Linked DNA regions of Hordeum vulgare: region 2 is linked to region 1. A link is a contact called in public Hi-C data. All regions are on one chromosome and are shown on one strand. The core of a region is the stretch at or near the end of the contact, and the rest is flanking DNA. Distances in the headings are between cores, read along the strand shown.

What was found. Hi-C and Micro-C count contacts between places; a contact is called where the count stands out from the background.
Region 2: a Hi-C map of leaf shows a contact between it and region 1, with 7 times the contacts expected there. The contact joins two enhancer-like sites. A contact is called at or near these places in 3 of 6 Hi-C or Micro-C datasets (leaf and seedling).

What each region holds. Positions count from the first base shown.
Region 1 is chr5H:296,196,293-296,199,964 of MorexV3_pseudomolecules_assembly, reverse strand. No RefSeq gene overlaps it. Among protein-coding and RNA genes, the nearest start is that of LOC123452967, 210 kb to the left of the region's middle. Within about 2 kb of position 2,219, at least 3 of the 3 cell types and tissues checked have open chromatin away from gene starts, as enhancers often do. A contact at or near this core is called in leaf, where this site is marked.
Region 2 is chr5H:296,387,532-296,391,182 of MorexV3_pseudomolecules_assembly, reverse strand. No RefSeq gene overlaps it. Among protein-coding and RNA genes, the nearest start is that of LOC123452967, 22 kb to the left of the region's middle. Within about 2 kb of position 1,507, at least 1 of the 3 cell types and tissues checked has open chromatin away from gene starts, as enhancers often do. A contact at or near this core is called in leaf, where this site is marked.

The sequences.
Region 1 (3,672 bases), core at 970-3,469:
ATAAAATATTTGGGGGGGGGAATATCTTCCTTAATTTGAGGACTTGTACTACAAACCTCAGTTTAGAGGGTTTTGAAAAGCTAAATTAAATAAATGCTTTTTGGTCAAAATAATAGTTGGTAAAAATAGTTTTAGGTCCTATACACATGGTATGGTCATTGGGAAAAATATTTGGATCAAGGAAGTGAGTCTAAAGAGTAGTAGAAATTTTAGTGATTTAAACACTAGCAAGAAAACAAGCAAACAACAACCACATCAAGCATCACAAGAACTCACAAAATTTTTAATTTGTCCTATTTTTTAAGCTATGTTAATTTAGAAAAGTAAGGCAAAACAGAGGGTGTGACAGACACCTACTTGTCCATGTAAGAAGTAAACCTTTAAAATAGAGTTCATTAATTAACCTATGAAGATGAACAATCCATGGTCTTTATACGTGTCAACCAAGCACCTCAGCCCGCACCTGACACCCATAGTTGCACGAGCATGTAGCTGCAGTGAGCTCAACATTGAATCGTGTGTACCATGTACGTGATAGTACCTTCATCGTATTCACAAGATTACCTCACCTCTTGCGTTTCCTTGTTCTTGGTGGATGCCGGGTCGGCAAGGGTGTAGATAGAGATCCAACCGTGTTGCACCAAGCATATGTGCAGCTTCAGAGTCTGGATCATGCCACACCATGCGACAACCACATCCCAGCGCCCGGGCGCGGGCTTTCCCTTGTCGATGGCCACCACGATATAGCATATCCAGTTGCACGACCTACACTGATGCCTTAGATGGATGCCCCTCACGTACGCGACGGATAGCCGGGGCGGAGGGACTAGCGTATAGAAACCGAATTACCCGGTACACGGCGGCGTGGCCCAGCAGCACGCGTGGAGGATCAAGGCTAGAGTGGAGTAGCAACGGTAGGGGAGGAGGCGTGGAGGTAGGAAGGAGGGAAGGAAAGGTGCTTGCGGTGGCTGCGGGAGGAGATTGGGAGGGAGGACGTACATTAGGTTTCAACGTAAGGGTTTTTCCAGGTTTTCTGTTCATCGGTCGATATTTTGTGGGATAGAAAAAAATGGTGATTGGTGGGAGGGGAAGATCGATGGGAGGGGGGTCGGTGGGTAGTGGGAATGAACGAAATGAATGACGACCTAGGCGTTCAGATTTTAGGAGTAGAGATTATTCTTGGCACGATAACCGAGGCACAACATTACTGAGAATTTTGAACAATAATAATTAGGAAAATAAAGAAAGGGATACACACAATGGACATAGAAATTCTCTCCTTTTTCTGAAAAAAGATATACATGCAATTGTGCGAGAGATATTTTCCTTTCTTTTGCATTAATTAGAGCAAAGAGATGGGTTAGGAAAGTTTGATATGTGATCTTTTATACGTTAGGAAAGTGTTGATTCGAAAAAAAGAGTGGCAAGATTGTCTTCTTTTTCTACGAAAACAGATACATGCAATTTTGAAAGAGATACTTTCTTTTTTTTTACATTAATTAGATAGATCAGTTAGAAAAGTTAAATATGTGATCTTTTGTACGTTAGAAAAATATTAATTTGAAAAAAAGAATGAAGAGAAAATAAATCGGTGAACAAAAAAATCAATGGAAAGGGGTGATAAAAGGTGTGACAAAAATAAAACCGAAATACCAAAATAAATTGGTATCAGGCTATCAACTGCCATTAGGAATAGAGATGTGTGTGTGCATGATAGTGATAGAGAAGCCGAGGGTTTAACGTCCTTCTCAAAAAGAATGTGGGGGGGGTGGGGGTTGGGGTAGTAATACTAGCTTCGCATGGGAGCTGCAATTTGTTAGCTACTTTGGGTAAGCAGCACACATATGGTCCCATGATTAGGGGAACAATTTCGGCCGGCTTTTGCAACATGGGCACAAAGATCTCATCAACAGATACAAGTGCCAGCACTCAGTGCTGTTGGGTGCGTGCTCCAAATCTCAACTGTAGGTGCTCGAACCGCAGCAAGATCAACAGCGACCAGCCGGCTCCACGGGATTGCAAAAAAGGGATCCTATGCATATGCAAACACGCGTGCATGGATCATGGGAGAATGATGAACGGGTTGCTTCGGGGAAGCATCGTGGACGATCTCCTCCTTCTCCTTCCTCCCCGAAAAGTGGATCAAACACATGTGATAGGGGAGGATATGATTGCTCTCGATCGATCCATCCGTCTCCGACAGGACACGCAGCGATGCCAACTTTTGCATGCGCTCTCCCTTTCGCGACCGCGACAGCCTAACAGACCGAGCCGCGTACAGTGCAGATAGTGAAAGGGCCACCGATCCGTGCGTGCGTGCGTGAAAGCCGCTTCCGTCCTGCCACGCTCGCTTCCTTCCGTCCATGCGTCTCGTCTCGGTTCAGGATGCGGCATATCTGAGGGGAAGTAGAAGCCAGTAGCTAGTCGATGCCCGGGCTGCGTCTGGGGATGAACCACTCTGAATCCTCAACGCATTATGTTTATCTTCATAATTTAGGCCTATACAGCGAAAATGAAGTGACCAAATCGTCGGAATGGGCTGAGTCGGAGCATGACAATTCAAACATTTTTTATGACAACTTTAGTTCGCAAGAGGTCAACGAATTAATTAGGCGAAGTTAGTAAACTGGGACAAAGTTGACATGTTTTATCACTAAAGTTATCACCTCGCGTCAATTCAAGTTGCCATGAAAAAATATTCGGGGTGACACGCTTAAAATTCAAACTTCCGGATTTATTGAGGTTCAATTTTGAACCTACGCACAGCTATTCGTCGGAAGCATCTTCATCCCTCACTGAATTTCCCATGGTTGCTGAATTTATTGGATCCAAGATTAAGCTCACACCAGAATATGCCGATATGATCCTTCTCTCATGCTTTGGAGGTAGAACATCTTAATTCAAAGTTCAACAACTTCAAAATTGGTCATTCAAATACCCAGTCTGGTCTCAAAAAGTTGGTTTCTCAATCATTAAAGGAAGTGAGATCTCTCACCGAGTTTAACCTGAACTTTCTTCTATGGGGTAGTGGTGGTCCAAATTCTTTTTTTTAAGAAAAAGTAGGAAGACCCCTGACCTCTGCATTTGAACGATGTATGCAGCTATTTTCTTAATTATTCACAAAACACCTTACAAAGTAATACATCAGTAAGACTGAAACCACCGTCTAGGCAACATACGTCGCTATTTCTATACAGTTGATGAAGGGATGTTGATAGTCTCGCAGCCAAACCTAACATCTAAAACCTGAGGCCCCAACCAAGCCATTGCTGGTTATGGGGACACCCACTGGTCTGACGCACACTCAGAGGTCGACGCCGCCAACTGCCACCAATCCATCTTCAGAACTGTACTAACGCATCCACCTTGATGGAGCCGTCGACGTCACCATGATGCCAGACAGCGTTGCCCTCTTGTGCGAGTCCATCATCGCACATCAGATGCCAAATCACCAGGGCGCCACGCCATCGAGATCCATCGCCTTGAATGTGCAGGATCAAGCACCGTCCACCGAAGAAAACATCCACTGGTCCCCGGAGTCCGCGTACACCTTCAAGAATGACGCCCCCAAGGGGGAGATGACACAAGCGCGCCGCCGTCTTCTGATCTATCGATCTAGGGTTTCCTCCGAAGGTAGCAGATAGTGGTCTAGAACTTCTCCTCGGCGATGCC
Region 2 (3,651 bases), core at 258-2,757, 190 kb before region 1:
ACATGGTCAGTTCGGGCTGGTTTGTATGAATTTGTTACAACAATCGAGTTGTAGGGCTAGTTATGTGGTTTTATTAGTTCTTGTATGAATCTGTTTCCACCCCTACAGGTTAGTGTAATAACCGTGGTATCACTTTATAGGTTTGTGACTTACTAGACTATCACTTTGAGTTCTTTTATGATGTGCTGTGATGAATATGGGCGGTTCATTCTCAAAATTCGATGGTGGTGATTGGTCTATACTGCCGAAGTTGGGTCAACAACATCCCTAATAGTACTGTTTGTACCAGCCGCTTTCTGTGGAACAATATACATGTTGTGAGGGTGTTTTAGGGAGAAGAAATGTTTTAGCCTGCTTGGCGTATCGTTCTAAAGATCAAGTTCCTTTTCCATACAGTGGTAGCGCATGTCGACTAGTGTTCCGACGGCCGCCTAGGTGCTTCTCCTTCTTCGGACGTGCATGGATGGGGCGCCATGGTCGATGAGACCGTGACCACCTAGTTCGAATGCGGCGGTGGCAAGCGAGGAACAAGGAGAGCATGCCGGGAAACAAGGGCAATGGTCACGCGACAGCAAGGTTGGCTAGGTCGTGACGGTGGTTTCAGCGAGTTCAAGTACGCGGCAGCAACAACAACCGCCTCTCGGAGGTGAATTCCAAATTTCACGACTTATCTACGAAATGGGCTGACATTTTTTTGAGCCCCAAATTTATTTTTGAGCCCCTATGGGCTGACATTTTGTCCGAGTAACAATGACCTTTAGCCATTCATGTTCTCAAAACCCTTTCATGTTAATTTTTTAGAAGTAGAAATGCCTATACTAACCCAAGTAAATCAATGGTGGGATTTTATTATACCGCTGAGGTCATGCCTAGCAGTATAGGGTACCGAAGAAATGGTCATCATTTAATTTTTTCTACCCATAGAAGTACCAAGTTGGTTCTAACTTTTGGCTACAAACTATAGATTTAAGTTGAAGACTGCTTGAGCTCAAACTAAGGGTGATTAGGACATACTCCCTCCTTATTTGGTTTATAGGGCTCAAATATGAAATATCATTAATCAAGATAAATTATTAGTGAATGACACTAGTTCTAACTAACCAATAAAATATTTTTCACATATTTAATTCTCAAAACAATAAATGTAATATCCTTTTTTTCATTGGACTTACGTGATGTACGTAGAAAAAACTGCATGCATAGCCACTATTTTTTTTTATTTTTATGAATTAAATATATTGTGAGACTCAAAGCATTTTAACTCAACTAGATTCAAAATGAATCAATATAATGAATTATTTTTTAAGATAAGCCATATAAACCAGAAATGAGGGAATACAAGATCTACCATCAAGGCCCACATGGCAAAAAGTCAACCCCGTTATGATGCACCGCTATGTTGGTCGTTACGACAGTGAGACACTATGCGTGCCTCGCACCACCACCGGCGACCGAGCAGCCAGCTACCACGCTCTTAAGCCGATGTGTGCCACACACAACATACATGCCGATGTGGCGAGGTCAAGGACGTAGAAGGCGTTGCGGACACAGCGAGCGGTGGAGCGCATGAGGCCGGAGAACGGTGTGCTTCTCAACTCTGACTAGGCAAGCATGTGCTGTTGATTTGGGCACCCGAGTAGAATACATGTATGCCTGCCAGAGCAAAGGTCATGGGCGCTGATAGAGGGTAACGTGTCCGGATGTTTGGATGAGAGGTAGCTATCATTTTTTATGGAAGTCACCTTTAACGACCTGACTATAAATGTGCAGATCATTGCGCATTATCAGTCGCTAAATCAATTTAGAGAGGTTACCAATCACGCCGGAACACGATCAATTTGATCACGTGGGTCTATTTCGTGCACATAAATAAAGAACAAGTAAGAAACTAAATTTGTAATCTGAATATCGCGAAGAGGAAAACTTCACCAATCAAAGTAGAAAGTAGGGTTCTATGATCTAGTCTTGATCTGGTCGTTGAACACAAACAAAGAACACGAGTTGTAACTATGATAAACTTTAATCTAAACAAAATCCAACTCTAAATAATCCCAAGGGCAGAGGGGAATTTCGTCCACCCTTGACAAGGTGGGACTAAATTCTGTCCTAACTTTGTCTTCTCTATTAATATAGACTGTGAAAACAACTTATTAAGTGTATTTAGAAATTACATGGACATGAACCAAAAATAGGTGGCGCAACACCTAAAAGAAACAAAGAAACTATGGATTTTTTTTTAAAAAGGTCATCTTGTATGTTTCATTCATGTTTTTGTATGTCATCATAGTGGCTTTAAAGTGTTGAAAACTCCACTGAAAACTCCGTTCTGGTTCCCTTTTCGCGCGCCTTCATCCCCACGCTTGATCACACTCCAATGTTCACCCTCCTTGTCCATGCTAGACCCTTCGTTCGTAAGCAAAACAAATGTATCCATTTACGCAACGTCATATTCCCATGAACATTAGAATCATTATCAAGAAACGAAAGTACCTGGTATTTTCACTCGCGTGTGCGAGATCTAGTAATTGATTCAATATGTGTAGCAACATGGATTGTGGGTGTAACTGTGGTAGTCATTTCCTCATCATCCTTCCCTTCTTGAATTGAAGTCTTCTGTCGGACGGAAGCTCATATTCATCCCCAACATAAGGCTTCAAATCTACAATGTCAAAAGTGAGACTAACCCCAAAATCTGCAGGCAACTCAACATTTGTATGCATTATAATTTATTTTATCTAACACCTTAAGAGTACCATCAGCACCTGGTATTAGCTTTCACTTGCGCAAATCAGGAAACGTATCTCTGCATAAGTGTAACCAAACAAGATCTCCATGTGCAAACACGACATGTTTTCCACCCTTATCTCCCGTAAGTTTGTATTTAGCACTCATATGCTCAATATTTTAGTTAGTTAACTCATGCATTTTTAAGATCAATTCAACACGTTGTTTAGCATCAAACTTAACCTTCTTCGAAGATGGAAGAGGCAACAAATCAATAGGTGCCCAAGATAGGAAACCATAAACAATTTCAAAAGGGCACATCATAGTGGTAGAATGCATTAAAGGATCGTAAGAAAATTCAATATGAGGCAAACATTCTTCCCACATTTTCAATTTACTATTATATTTAAAACAACCCTAAGCATAGAAGGCAATTTTCTATTGAGTACTTTAGTTTGTCCACCAGTTTGGGGGTGACTAGTACTAAAAAGCACTTTAGTCCCCAACTTAGCCCATAAACATCTTCAAAAGTGGCTAAGAAATTTAGTATCACGATCCGAAACAATTGTATTTGCTACACCATGCAAGCAAATAATTTCACACAATAACAAATCAACAACATTAGCATCATCATCGCTTTTATGACATGGTCTAAAGTGTGCCATTTTTGATAATCAAGCCACGAAAAAATATGTTACCCCTCCCATGTTGGAGATATGCCCTAGAGGCAATAATAAACAAGTTATTATTATATTTCTTTATCCATGATAATCGTTTATTATCCTTGCTATAATTGTATTGATTGAAAACTCAAATACATGTGTGGGTACATAGACAACACACTGTCCCTAGTGAGCCTCTAAGGAAAAGCTTGTTGATCAAATATGTCAAGGTTTCCTGACCATAGACATAAGTTGTCATTTGATA